Linked DNA regions of Mus musculus: regions 2, 3, 4 and 5 are each linked to region 1. Evidence: chromatin contacts called from public promoter capture Hi-C data. All regions are on one chromosome and are shown on one strand. Each heading gives the region's core, a stretch centred on a gene start, on an enhancer-like site or on the middle of the called end of the contact. The rest is flanking DNA. Distances are from core to core; before and after follow the strand shown.

Region 1 (2,753 bases), core at 114-2,613:
TCTCAGCAGAGGCAGGAGGATCACTGTAAGCTAGAGGACAATTTGGTCTACACTGCAAGTTCAAGGCCAGTTAACGAGAGGTAGCCAGATCTAGTCTCAAAAAGACAAAGAGTAAGAAGGTACTGTCAGCACCTTGCATCTCTTCACCTGTAATTAGATGCACTTGCAGACTAACAGTATGGCTAGAAAGCCTTGCCTGGAGGACCTTTGGCAATAGCCCAGGGGACTCAGGGCAAAGACTACTGAGAAGGTTAAAGTCTTTAAGGAAACAGCAGGCACAAGCAAGCAGTAATTTAAAAAAAAAAAATACCGGTCAGCAGGAGACTGCCCTAAGCACTTTACCTGTATTAACTAACAACACCAACAGCCCTGACAGACCCAACCTTCACCACCACCACCACCACCACCCCATCCCCCCACCCCACCTTTAAGTGTGGACCGCAGGAAAGCTTAAGGAGCCTGAACCAAAAGTTAACACAGCCAAGAAGTAAGGAGACTTGGTCAGGGTGGAGAATGCCACGGTGGACAACGTGGACAGTTTCCCGTGGTTTCCCCACGGGTCACATGGAAGCTCTCGGATGCCCACCGGCCCTCACCAGCTCTTCTCCCATATTTTGCTTTTGCTGCCTTAAATCACACCGTTGAAAACCAAGGGATAACCGAGTGTCTCCATTTTATACAGCGGAAACTCTACTTCTGAGGATGCCCTTCCAAATATGATGTATCCAAGAAACGGACAAAGAATCCAAAGGTGGAATATCAAACAAATGAGTTTGCAAACTACCCGGCCTAGGACGCCGCTGAGAAGGGGAGTATCCATCGCGTGCAAGTGTCCCTGAACGAGGCCTTGGAAGGCGCAGGGTCCCAGGCTGCACACACAGCCGGACAACCGAGCAGCACTCAACCGCGAGGCCTGAGGCCTTCGGGCAGACCGCGCAGCTCCCGCAGCCGCTGGGCTGACAGGGCGCTGCGCTGCAGGGCACCCGGGGCTCCGGGAGGGCACTGCGGTCGCACCCCCCGGCCGGCCGGCCGCGGAAGGGTGGTCCGGTGTCCCGGGTGGCGGTGAAGAGCCGAGGCCCGTGATCGTCGGCGCCTATGCTGAGCCGGGAGCCCTCCCGGTCTCCTCGGGATACCGGGTTCCCTCCCCGGGCTCGCCGCTGCGCCCTCCCCGCAGGCTGCTCCAGCCCCGTAGGTCGCCGTCCGAGCCCCCTCGCACGCCCGCGCACAGCGGGCCGCCGTAACCCCTGACCCTGCCAGCACCCCGGCTTACCGGCTCCGCCACCTCCACACACGCCGCGCCGGCGACTCCATATCCCAGGAGCCAGCGGCGACCCAGTCAACCTCCTGCCCTCCCGTGATTGGCCGGCCGGGCGGGAGCCCCCCTCTCCTGATTGGCTGGACTCCTGCAGCTGCGGGATTGCGTGGCCGGCGGACCGGGAACGGAGGCTCCGCCCATCCGAGCTGCCTGGGGGCGGGGCCTGAGCGGGGGCGGGGCTGATCCGGAGGCGTGATTCCGCCGGGCGCGCCACGGTCCTCGCAGTTCAAACCTTCGGCGTTCTTATATTGGCAACTCCCATCCCCGGAATGCTCGGGACATATACATTTTTGTCATAGTTCCCGCCACTTCCTTTTAGGCAGCTACACGCCTTTTTCCTCCTAAGAGATGATAACTCCGAGAAACAGCTACACTCGATCCTAAGGCGCCATGGCAGTCCCTATTAGCTTCTTGAGCCACTGCTCGGTGCCCACTGACGCGCCAAGAACACCCCACGCCTGGGAGGAACCGAGAAACTTCGACCAGTGGAGCCAGTTCGGCTGCACCCGTCGTCCTACTCCCAAGACTCACAGTGATCCCACCTGGCTCTGTCTCTTCTCCACACATTTTATCCTGCCTGCCCCCAAAACAGTCCCACTCCATCCCCGGCCTCAGCCTCACCTCTTCGCAGTTTTATGACCTGACAACCCCCCGCCCCAAGTTGCCACCGAAAAGGACTTCTCGATTTCCCCTACAACAGTATAGATGACAGCCCTGTTTTCTTCATATAGAAACTGCCGGGAGAAATGTTCATTATTTGGTAAGAACGGAGATAGGAAGAAAGGGTAAACCCTAAAGATGGAAACTTTAAAAAAAAAAAAAAAATGACAGCAAAAGCAAACAGAAAGGCCCCTGGCTGGGGCTGCTGCTCTTCATACAGAATCGTCACCTGAAAGAAGAGAAACTACAAATTAATCTTGGCCGCCTCTCCAGCTCATCCGTGGCGTTGGAGAAAGGCTTCTTAAATGCCTTCGAGCCCAGAACCTTTCTTCTGGGACCTTCCGCTGCATCTAGAAAAGAAAGGGGCGAGATCTGTTTGTGTCAGCGTCCAGGTGTGCTCCTCGGCTGGCCAGCGTCCCTGGGCTGTGGCCACTTACTTAGCTCACAGTTGGGAGCAGCTGCTGCCGCCCTTGGCTGCTTCTTCCCCATGGTGCAGGACTGGTTTGGCTTTTCAGAGCAGCGCAGCCTCTATATATGCAGAGGAGTACGCCTCCCCTTGGCTAGAGAGAACACTTAAGGTAGGTCAACACTGAGGGAAAAATTTCAAACCGCACCCTTCAAAGCATAATCAAATTTCATCTTTGACCGGCCATGAGAAGGAGGAATTGTATTTCTGCCACTCCTAGTTATTAGTAAAAATTAATTGAGTTAAAAGTTTTCTTCTGAGATTTCATTTATGTGCCATTCGGCAGGGCAGGACGTGGAGGCGGGCAGTGGG
Region 2 (2,753 bases), core at 156-2,655, 1.6 Mb before region 1:
GTAATTTCTCCTTCCTTTAGTCAGGTGTCTGTATCCTAAGGACACCTTTAATCCCAGCACTTGAAGGCAGAGGCAGGCGGATTTCTGAGTTCTGAGGCCAGCCTGGTCTACAGAGTGAGTTCCAGGACAGCTGCCAGGGCTACCCAGAGAAACCCTGTCTCAGGGGAGGGGAAAAAAAAAAAGCCCTAAGGACAGTACTTACTACAGTCTACCTTAACTAACAGCCTTCCCGGTACCTCTCATCTCTGTCTCTCTGTACTCCAGTATATATAAAGCAAAGGGCTAAATTCGTAAATATAGAGAAAAGTTGCTTTAGAACTATATACTCACAGTTCACTTATAATGTAAATAATACATTTACAAGTTAGAAACGTGTTGTTTTAAATTTAATGTAATCAAACTACTTTTGCTGAGAATGCTTTCTCTGTAGAAAAACAAAATCCTTGGTTAGAGGACCACCTGCATACCATTTTACCACTTTATCCTTCCTTCTTTATAAACTAAGTTACACTATTCCTCTGCACACAAAGGGGCGGGGGGGGGGGGAGGGGGAGAGAATTTACTCCAGGCCAAGTAACTGACTCAAAGAAAACGCAATTCTAAGAAGAGCGAACCTGCAAGTATTACATGGATATATGGTGGGGGAAGACAAACCCCAAGCTGCCCTCAGAAGATACTCGGTTAAAAACTACGGAGCAGGAAGTCGATGGGAGGGCCTTCGGAGTGGCAGAGAAAGCTCCTGCGAATGAGGTCGGTCAAACAAGTAAGTAGCAGATAAACCTACCGCATCTGTAAAGAGCCGAGCCGACGGTGCTCGCCAAGAACGAGCTGTCAACACGCATGCACAGCGTCACTGATCAGGACACGACCTAAACTTGTCCAGGGGACACAGTGGCCTCCTGGATTCCTTCCTTCGCGGAAAATTCAATTCTCGGGCTTAGTAAAGGAATGGAACCTCGCAGGATGCCAACAATTGCTTAAGCAATCGCACAAACGGGGTCCTGGAGCTCCCTGCAAGCCGGGCTCGCTCACCTAATACGCGGGATCACAACCCCGCTCTCATGCAAACTTCGGAAAGGACTTGAGGCACTCATGGGCAGGGGGCTCCAAGCTCACAACCCGCTCCCTATCTCTCAGGGTACCGCGGACCCCTGGCGGGCGGGCGGGCGGGCGGGCACGGGTGTGGCCCAGACCTAGGAGAGGCGCCCACCCGAGCAGAGGAAGGGGAGTCCCGGACTCCAGCGCCAAGCCGGGCCGGCCTTCCCCGGCTCCTAGCGGGGGGTCTCCGGCTCCACAGCGCCCCCCGCCGCCCTCCTGCGCCACTCACCGACTCCATTGCTAGCGCCCGCCAGTTCCTCAGCTTGGAAAGCTCCCTGGCGCCAGACCCCGCCCCACATCCGGTGCCGCGCACCACTTCCGCCTACGTCAGACCCCAGCCGCAGGGCGGAAGGCGGGGAACCCACCCTTCCGGCGGTGGCTGAGCCTGGTTTATTGGGTAACCTTCCTCTCCCAGCTCTCCAGGACCTTAAGATCTGGCCAACGGCGAGGGTCATGGGACAGAGGCACTTGTATTTAAAATGTTCTTTTTTTATTTATCGTTTAAAAACAAACTTTGAAGAAGCAAAATCCAAAACTTGCCCTTTGCCTCTCGCAACATAAATTATGTACAGTTCAGAATGATCGCTGATACAAAACATGCCAAGGACAGGGGCGCTGGGGGTGGAGGAAGAGAGAGCGCTTTAAAAAAGGGAACCATTTCATCCGTTGTCACGAAGGACCAACCTTGCTGTACAGGATACACACAACACAAAAGAAAGTTCTTCACGGGTTCACACTTGTCAGCGATTTATTTTTTTTTAAAGGGGGAGGGTCCTGGAGGTGAAGGTAGAAGGTAAAAAGGGAGAAACTGAAAATTGAGTGCAAGTGTAAACCAACCCAAAATACAAACACAGGGGGCGGGGTTGGGGGTGGGATTCTGATGCAATTATACAGGCAGGGTACTTTAAAAAAAAAAAAAAAACCAACAACAACCAAAATTCCAACCTTGTAGCGTGGGTCTGAGTTATAGTTTATATAAAAATTAAAAACTGTATAAGGTTTCTTCACTAAATTCTACAGGACTATCGGATACCTAGCATATGCTTACAAAGTCTGCCCCTTCTCCTTTCCCAGTTCTAGGGCCCAAACCCCAACCAGAGCCTGACTCACAGGAGACCATCTCCCCCACCTAATGCCTAGACCGTTCAGCTCTGTGGCTTTGGGGACAGCAAGCCCAGGTTCCCACTGTCTAGTCTAATTACAATGGTTTCCGTGGGAGTGTGGGGGAGTTGTTATTCTCAAACATTTGCAGCTTGAAACAGTTGAGGAAGCAGCTTTAAAAAAAAAAAAAAGAAAAGAAAAGAAAAAAAAAAGGCCAGAAAAAAAAAAAAAAAAAAAAAAAAAACCCAAAAATCTCCCTACCCCCATCAATCCACAATCCCCCAAATTTAAAACAAAACAAAAACCTAAAATCACAACAGCAACCGCCCTACCCCTCCAGCAGGCCTGCCCATTTGCCACCATCCAGCCCATCTCTACAATCCAGATAATCTGATTCTTGAAAATAGTAATTACAAAATGCCCTCTGCCCACAGCCCCTAGGAGAGAACTGCATAGAAGCGTCATTTCATCCCCTCGCTCCACCAGAGAGGGGTCTGAGGCCTCACACACCCTCTACCCTACCGCTACCCGCAGGAAGAGGTTCGTCTGCAGCA
Region 3 (2,753 bases), core at 65-2,564, 1.6 Mb before region 1:
CCTGCTGGGCAACATGACAGGTGTGAGAGAGGCTGTCCCCAGCCCGGGGCCCAGAGGCTGAGGCGGGAGGCTCATGCTGCACCCTTCCTGCTGTAGATACACACCCCTTCTCCCCAGCACCTCCTACCAGGGCTGGAAACACTGGCTTCCAGCAGAAAAGAGCACAAATAAAGTCATTTCTCCATCAAAGAGGCACAAGCTAGCCTACTCTGCAGAGCCGGGGCAGCACCTGAGAACTATTTACCATTCCGTAGCCAGAAAAGCATTGTAGAGATCTGGCGGGGGCTTTCAGGATTGGCCAGGGACTCATGGGCAGCTAACTCTACACTAGGCCCAGAGAAAGCAAGAGACAAAAGCCATTTTTTTGCAGCCCACATTCGTAGAGAACAGATCTCAACGGCCTCCTCTATAATCCCCCGGAGATTATGTCCATCCCAAGAGGAGGGGAAACGAAGCAGGCTAAGACACCACTAGGCCTTGCTGGGGTCACTTTGCCAGGCAGAGTAGTTAAGTTGAACAGCAGGGGCAGAGCTGCCCCAGCCCCACCTCCTTCATGCCCCAGCTCCCCTCTTCATCGCACCAGTTTCCACCCACCCTCCCCCCCCCCCCCCACCTCCCGGGTGAAGGACTCAGGGCTCCTTGAGTTTCCCACGGATTGTTTTGGGTGCCCAGGTAGGTAGGAACAACATTAAAGTCCAATCTGGCAGTATGTGGGACCTGGCAGTGGCATCCCCCCACCAAGTTGCTCTGTCCCAAGGAACCCTGGGGGTGGGGGTGGGGGACAACAGCCTGGGATTGGTGTTGGCATCAGGGCCTGGGTCCTAGTTTGGTCGAACTCCCTCAACACAAAAATAAACAGGCAGAGAGGCTATCTGGACATGTTCCCAAACTCCTGTAGTTCCCTGAACCCCCAATCTTTAAAGAGGCACACCCCAAGAAACCAGGCCTCGGTTCTGCCGTGGCAACTGGCTCAGATTCCCTTGACAGACCCTGCCAAAGGAACCCTCCCCAGCTCTGGCACCCCTTTCTCCAACCTAAAGGCCAGCCACCGGCCAAGATAGTCCATCTGGCTGTGCCCCTAGTCCAACCCTTTCTGGGCCCAGGCCGGGCGGACTTCACTCACCTCTTCACAGGGCGATCCAGAAATCCTCATCCGAGAACATGGCCAGAGCCCGGGCCGCTCCCCGACCTCCAACCGCCAGAGCGAGCACAGCCGCCCCCCACTCGGGGGGGCTTAGGGAGACCAAGAACGGTAAATCCAGGTCGGAGTGGTCACCCTTCCCCCGGGGGTTTAAAAAAAAAAAAAAAAAAAAAAGCAAAAATCCAACAGGGGTTCTCTGCCTCAGGTTCCAGCAGTTTAGGTTTCCATGAACAGCCCCAGGGCGGCGAATCCCGAGCGGACACAAAGAGAGCACCGGTGGCTTTGATCTTGGGCGAGCAGGCTCCGCATCCGCGTCGCGGGGCGGCCTCTCAGTCCTAGGGCCCGGCCAGCGCCCCGGCCGCCCGCGCCGGGCTCGGGCGGAACGTCGAGGCTCTCCAGATGGAACGTCGAGGCGCCTCCCCAGCAGCCCGGAAGGAATGCCGCGCCGCGCCGCGCCGCGCGCCGGGCCCGGATGGAACGTGAGCCCCTCGCAGCCGCGCCGAGCCCCTCTCCCCGCCGGGCCGGCGCCCCGGGGCCGCGCGAGCTACGGCGACGCGGAGCCGGCGGGGCCGAACCTGACACACACCCAGCGCCGGGCTCCGCGACCCCGAGCGTCCCCCCTCGGCGGCTTCGAGCCCCCCACCTTCTGCTCCCCCCGGGGAAGGGAGGAGGGTTGGTGGGCGAGGAAGAGGAAGGGGCGGGCGGTGCGAGCCCTCTGCCCGCTCCCCTCCGGCCGCTCCAGGCCCAGCGCTCGCCTCCCTTCCCCTCTGGCCTCGGGAGCTGCCCCGCCCCCGGCCTGGCCGCCTGTGGTCAGCGGCACCCCCTAGACCCCCGGCAGGCACTGATCGCGGGGGGTCTAGAGGTGCATGGTCCAACCCCGGCTCCCGGCGCCGGGGGGTCAGGAAACTGAGCGGAAAGTGGGGAACGAGGCAGCCATTTGCAACCGGAGAGGAAAGTAGTGCAGCGCGGCGCCGCTCCGCCTCCCCCCTCCGCCTCCTGCTCGGCCGGTAGGGTGGTTCCTGCGAAGAGGCTCTTTCCTCGCCTTGGAGCTGGGCAGCGATCGTAGAGACTCGTGGAGCGTCCGGCGCGAGATCCAGGGGGCCCTTTTGCCTGGGGAACCCCACTCGAGAAGGGGAGAAAGGAGAAGAGGAGGCCCTATTTTGTGTTGGAGCGGGGCGGCGGAGGGGTACAGCCCTCTTGGAGGAAAGGCTGTGACTCTGCAGTTCTACGCACACGCTCCGGGATCCCTCCGCTGCAGATTAACCCCGACTGCGCCAGGCTGGCCGCCGGGCAGACACGTGGGAATAAAGCCCCCCTCTTCTTCGCCACGGCCCAGGAGCTGCCTCCTTTACCTTCTGGGTGGTAAAGCTAGGATTCTGGCCACTTTTTAATTCTGTTCCCTAAAGTCACTGACCCTTGGAACTCCTTTCTTTGGCTGGGGGACAATCTTTGCCAAGGGGGGGTGGGGGGTGAAAAGAGAGCCTGGAGATTGGCCGCAGCTCTGCATCCTGGGAACTGGAGTCCGCAAATGGAGAAAGTGAGGCACCGTGCCTGGCGCTGCAAAGGGTGGGTTCTTGCCACGTTTGGGGGCCGGAAGAAAGCTGGACGACTC
Region 4 (2,753 bases), core at 162-2,661, 1.4 Mb before region 1:
CATGAAGCCTGTCTGTCAAGCTATTATACCAAATTTCCAAGGCTTTATTCGTTTAATTTGGCGTTGATGTAGGCCATTAGTAATGAACAACAAAAGTTCTCAGAGAGGGACATTTAATTATCTTAAAGATAAAGTTAGAGATCAGGTGAAGTGGGAGGGCTGGGGCCCACATGTCCCTGTGGCCTGAGTTATTGTCCATTTATTCTCTCATTTAATCCTCACACCACTCTCTGGAGCCTGTCTCTTTCTAGCCTCTCCTCTTGGTAGATAAGGAAATTAGTCCAACAACACAAAGAAACACAGCCGATACCTCCCCTCCCCCGCCCAGGCTGGTCCAGTTCCGAGAGCCACAATGTGAGAACCTTTTTGGTAGAAGTAAGAAATATTAAATATTGAAAACCATCGAATTCACGATGAGAGGTTAAGCCGACATCTGTCTGTCTCTATGGACACAGACCAGTGGCTTTAGCCTAGTGTGTTCCTGCCACAACCTTTACAGCAAGGGGGTAATCTTTTATTTTCTTTTTCTTTTTTTTAAATGTTTATTAGATTTATTTATTCTGATCTTTTATTTTCTGACAACGTCTCTGCCCCCGCCCAGTTCTTCTTTCTCTTACATACCCATTATGTTAATAAACTATCTTATAAAATGTCACTACTCTGTCACTTTAAGCCAGGCCCCGGTCCAGAGAGCCAATGTTACCAACATTTCTCCTTCGGTCTTCACGGATGTATGTGTATAAGTGTGTCATTTGTTTTGTGTGACTTTTAGAAACAGGAACCGCGCCATGCTGTATTTTCTGTTTGACTTGTCTGTCCTTTTCCTCTCTGTGCCCTGTGGAGCTCCTTTTAAACGTTTCTGCCTCTTCCTCCCAGCTGATGCGGCTAGCATCAGAACCTTTCCCTTGTTTTCACTCAGCTCTTGAAATGACTTCATGGCACAAGCCAACATCTAACTGGGTTTGTATTCACGGGGCGGGTTGAAACAGGCACACGCGTTATGGCTGACTGGAGTGTTACTAACAACACAGAGGAACTAGAGAAGCAGGCGGCCCATAGCAGCACGGTAAGCGCAGAGACCCAGCGCAGGCGCGCTGTGTTCTCACCGTTTATCGTTAGCCCCCTGCCTCCGGGTGGTTAACCCCCACTCTCCAGTCCTTTATTCCTTACACCTGAGGTATTAGTGGCCGACTCACAAAGGCGATGTTGTAAACACGAAGTGAGGTAGCCCAGGGAACGAATCGCAAACCTGGTGTACTGAGCGCTTTCACTTCTGGGATGGTCTTTCAGAGGAAGCACGTCACTGTGGCTCGAGGGAGGGTGGTTAAGGAATGGAGCTATGGGTGTGGTTGGTAGCCTGGAAAGTCCCGGAGGATGGACACGGGGATGCACAGCTGTGACCCAAACCCTTGGGAGACTGAAGAAGCCAGTCTGTCCCACACCGGGAGACTCTGTCCAAAACAAAACAGAAACAACAGTAACAAAACTGGAGAATGCCAGCCGGGAAGACTGTTGATTAGCGGTGTTTCTTGTGTGAGTGAGCTTTGTCACATATAAAATAGGGTGATAGCCAGGGCTATACAGAAAAACCAAAAAAAAAAAAAAAAAGGGTGATAGTGACATCTGGTCTTTTCCAAGTGCAGCCCCCTTTAACCCTCACAGCCGCACCTGTGACGCGGCCTGAGTTTCTTTCTTTCTTTTTTTAATTTATATATTTTATTTATATGAGTACACTGTAGCTGTCTTCAGAAACACCAGGTCCCTTTACAGATGGTTGTGAGCCACCATGTGGTTGCTGGGATTTGAAATCAGGTCCTCTGGAAGAGCAGTCAGTGCTCTCAACCGCTGAGCCATCTCTCCAGCCCCGCAGCCTGAGTTTCTAAATGAGATAATCTATGACTGGAAAGCACTTAGGGTATTTTTGGAGTAAATGATGTTGCGTTATTGTACTGTGCCGATGGTGTGGCCTAAACTTGGCATGAGCTCACATTCGCTGTCTCTTTAATGCTTTTCTTAGTTGCTTTATTTCTTTTGAGACCTTCAAGGATGGGGGTGGGGGTGGGGGTGGGAGCTGTCTTTGAACTCCTGAACCTCCTGCTTCTGCCTCCTGAGTGCTGGGATTACCATCGTGTGCCAGAGCATCTAGCTAATACTCATGAACTCCATGGATATCTGCTGCATGTCTAAAGCCTCGACGTATGTGTGGAAAATATGAAGTGCAAAACAGATCTTGTCCCCAAAAGCGCTTATGATTTTTAAATCGAGGTTCTTTAAAATATGAGGTAACATATTTTGGGAACTTCGAACCCCGAGATTAAAAGCTTTGCTAATGCCCACTGTAGGGGTAGCTGCCATCAACCAACACAAGGCAGAATTATGAATATTCACAATTTGTGAATATTAATATTTTTTTCAAATATTATGAAAAATTTTATCAACTTTTTTTTTTAAACTTACAAACGTAAAGATAAGCCGGTGACATCTGCTTATTTGTTCTAGCTGAGCCTCGAATGTGAAAGGGAGCCTTTGAAGGGTCTCCAGGAGGGCTAACCAGGCTGGTCTCAGGGCTGTCTGAGGGCTGGGGCAGCTGCGGGCAGCCAGTCTCCTGCTGTGTAGCTCTCACAGAAGCACACAAATATTCCATTGTTCTAAACACAATACAAGCGGATACTTAGCGGGCAGATGAAATTTAGTAGGAACCAAAACACACACGAGCAATGAGCAGTACTAGACATGAAACAAGCCTGATTTGG
Region 5 (2,753 bases), core at 111-2,610, 1.4 Mb before region 1:
AGAAAGTTGCCTTGCTGAGCTAGCAGGTCTTTACCATAGTTTAAGCCTCTGGTACTTTATTGGTATAAAGATTAGATAATTTAATCAGTTACAGTTGGTTCTCTCCTTACACTGGATAGGTCCTGGGAGTCAAACTCCCAAGTTCCTCGGGCTTGGTGGCAAATGACCTTACCACTGAGCCATCTTGTCTGCCTGTATTGTACCACTTTTCACAGCCATCCCTGGCATTCTAGTCTTTTCTATTTGAAACAAAGTAGCCTGGATCAAATTTGCCAGTCTTGTCCCCTGCCTGCTGAAATACAGGTATGCATCATCACATTCAAATAAGGGCGGCTTTTTAATTTGTGTGTGTGTGTGTGTGTGTGTGTGTGTGTGTGTGTGTGAGAGAGAGAGAGAGAGAGAGAGAGAGAGAGAGAGATTCTGTGTACGTGCATAGGCCAGAGGTCAATATGTTCCGTCTTCCTCTATGACTCTCCACCTTTTTTTTTTTTTTTTTTTTTTTTTTTTTTGAGACAAGGTTCCTCACTGAACTCTGATACTGCAAGAGCAGCTGGCCTGTGAGCTCCAGGCTCTTCCTGTCTCTCTCTCCTTAGTATGAAGAGGACAAGCAAGCACACCACTCCAGTTCCTTAAACTTTCCCAGGGATCTGTCTATCTCCTCAGCAGGACTGAATGGCACTTCTGAGAAATCTGCTTTGCGGAGTTGTTCAGACAAGTCTGTCTAGTGCAGGGCAGTGGGGCAGGGAAGTCCAACGTCTCCCGCGGTGGAGACACTTGCCTGCTTTGTTTCCCGAACTCTCCTCTCCTCTTGACTGTAAAATGAGGAGAGGAGCCCCCGGGCTCTTGGGCCAGAGAGAATGTGGTACTACAGAGTGAACTCTGCATCCCACAGACGCAGAGAAAGGAATTAGTGTGGATCGCCTGGGTTTAGCTTGAGCACTGCAGCGGGGACCCATCTTGGGGGGCGGGGGGGAGTTACGAGTTCCTCTCATAATGGGCCGAATAATTTTGTGCCTCTTAAGGCTCTTAAGACTCGGAATGTTTGCTTAAAGAGGAGCTGAGGCAGACTCTGCCTTCGAAAATAAAAGGGCGCTCGGGATGCTCTGGCAAATATCCTCAGGACTTGGGGGAAGGGTGGGGAGAAGGGAGGAAGGAGGAGAGGGCTAGCCTTCTAGAAGGCGGGAGTAAAGAGTAAGGTGCTTAGGACCCATTGGAGGCAACTGAGACCTAGGTTAGGAAAGATTGCCTTCAGGGGCTGCAACCCTGGTGATGTTGTAACCGGCTTTGGCTTGAGCTAACTTCAGCTCCACCCCTCCCACTGTGCCGTCAAGTTGACTGGGCGTTTCCATCTTGGCCCCCTGAAGCTGTCGCAGTCACCACCCTGCCGGCAGCCCCGGGTCACCTCTCTGGCTCACTCTTCCGGGCTCCAAGGCCTGGGTGGGGCGACCGAGCCACAAGTGCGGCGGCGATCAGCTGTGAGTCCCCGGTGGCTGAGCCAGGCCGCCCCCCTCTCTACCTGGGACTTTCTTCCGGCCAGAGCTCCACAAAGATCTCGCTGTCCTCCAACTTCCAATCGCCTTCCCCACCTTCTTCCCCGCCCCACCTGGCCCTGGCGTGGACCCTGGGTGTCTCCTCCCCTTCCCACTTCCAGCTCCTTCTACGGAGTTTGATTTGAACTTTCGAACCCGCCAATCATCGGCTTCGCTGCGGCCCGGGGCGGGGTCCGGTGTCCGCCCTCCCGACGCGTGGCCCGGCCAGGGTATATAAGCCCTGTCCTGGAGGCGGACCTTACACAGCTTCTCCCCCGGACTCCTTGGTAGTCTGTTAGTGGGAGATCTTCGTCACCCTTTTTCACTTCCTCAGTTTTCGCGGACCACTTCAAGGACTAAATATGGTGAGTATGGCTTTGGGGTAGCGGCGAGGTCGTCTGAAGGGACCGCGGGAGCTGAGGGCTGCCCGGGAGACGATACCTGCAATAGCCCCACGACGGCCGCCTCCAGTTAGACTGGCTTCTGGCGTTTGGGGTGTGAGAGCCTAGTCCACTAAACTAGTGTCGCTTTGGGCTGGAGGGCTCGTCCCGATCCTCTGTCTCGATCCTCCTGGGAGAGCATCCCGTCTCGGCCGCCGGTCGCTCCCGGAAAGGCAGGGAACTTTCACAATGATCACGAGAGTTTGGAGAAACTCAAAGGTCTCCATTTTCCTCAAATGATGTCGCTCTCCCAGCTGGGATAGCCCAGAGGACCTCGTGCGCTCTGGACAGGACTGAGCAAATACTTCCGGGCACCGTCTCCACGCCCTGTGACTCGCTGCTGAGTCACCTGTGGCCAGTCCCCGGCCCTTCCAGCTGCAGCTGTGCACCTGAGAAGGCGAGCTCCTCCGTAGGAGGGAATAATTGGCGTCAGATCCCCTAAGCCAGCCTAGTTTTTAGTGTTACTTCAACGGCATATTTATATTTAGCCCAGTTAAGAAAAAATGTCCGTAAAAAATTTTTTTTTCAATTTAAAGCTAGAGTAAACTACCAACAGCGGGTTTTTTTCTCTCCCTTCCCCTCTCCCCCCCCTCTCTCTCTCTCCTTCCTTCCTTCCTTCCTTCCTTCCTTCCTTCCTTCCTTCCTTCCTTCGATAAAGGGTTTCTTTGTAGCTCTGGCTGTAATAGAACTCACCCTGTAGACCAGGATGGTCTGGAACTCAGAGCTCTGCCTGCCTCTGCTACCTGAGCTGAGATGAAAGGCAAACCACTTGGCTTGCACTTTG

What was found. Promoter capture Hi-C pulls out the DNA fragments that hold promoters and counts their contacts.
Region 2: a contact with region 1 is called in a promoter capture Hi-C map of liver, with 4 times the contacts expected there. The contact joins the promoter of Prkag1 here to the promoter of Slc11a2 in region 1. A contact is called at or near these places in 2 of 39 promoter capture datasets (liver and pre-B cells).
Region 3: a promoter capture Hi-C map of pre-B cells shows a contact between it and region 1, with 5 times the contacts expected there. The contact joins the promoter of Kmt2d here to the promoter of Slc11a2 in region 1. A contact is called at or near these places in 3 of 39 promoter capture datasets (liver and pre-B cells) and 2 of 115 datasets of contacts at active chromatin or transcription factors (cardiomyocytes and pancreatic cancer cells).
Region 4: a promoter capture Hi-C map of liver shows a contact between it and region 1, with 5 times the contacts expected there. The contact joins the promoter of 4930578M01Rik here to the promoter of Slc11a2 in region 1. A contact is called at or near these places in 3 of 39 promoter capture datasets (hippocampal neurons, liver and pre-B cells).
Region 5: a contact with region 1 is called in a promoter capture Hi-C map of liver, with 5 times the contacts expected there. The contact joins the promoter of Tuba1c here to the promoter of Slc11a2 in region 1. A contact is called at or near these places in 2 of 39 promoter capture datasets (liver and pre-B cells).

The regions. Positions count from the first base shown.
Region 1 is chr15:100,421,692-100,424,444 of GRCm38.p6, forward strand. Slc11a2 (solute carrier family 11 (proton-coupled divalent metal ion transporters), member 2) reads right to left here and starts at 1,364. Exons shown (of 17, transcript NM_008732.2): 1 at 1,271-1,364. Gm5475 (predicted gene 5475) reads left to right here and starts at 1,502. Exons shown (of 3, transcript NR_040351.1): 1 at 1,502-2,553.
Region 2 is chr15:98,830,103-98,832,855 of GRCm38.p6, forward strand. It overlaps Prkag1 (protein kinase, AMP-activated, gamma 1 non-catalytic subunit), which reads right to left and starts at 1,406. Exons shown (of 12, transcript NM_016781.2): 1 at 1,328-1,406. The coding sequence starts at 1,336. Kmt2d (lysine (K)-specific methyltransferase 2D) reads right to left here. Exons shown (of 55, transcript NM_001033276.3): 55 at 1,567-2,753.
Region 3 is chr15:98,869,891-98,872,643 of GRCm38.p6, forward strand. Kmt2d (lysine (K)-specific methyltransferase 2D) reads right to left here and starts at 1,315. Exons shown (of 55, transcript NM_001033276.3): 1 at 1,124-1,315.
Region 4 is chr15:98,984,554-98,987,306 of GRCm38.p6, forward strand. It overlaps 4930578M01Rik (RIKEN cDNA 4930578M01 gene), which reads left to right and starts at 1,412. Exons shown (of 4, transcript NR_045991.1): 1 at 1,412-1,533.
Region 5 is chr15:99,028,531-99,031,283 of GRCm38.p6, forward strand. Tuba1c (tubulin, alpha 1C) reads left to right here and starts at 1,361. Exons shown (of 4, transcript NM_009448.4): 1 at 1,361-1,894. The coding sequence starts at 1,892.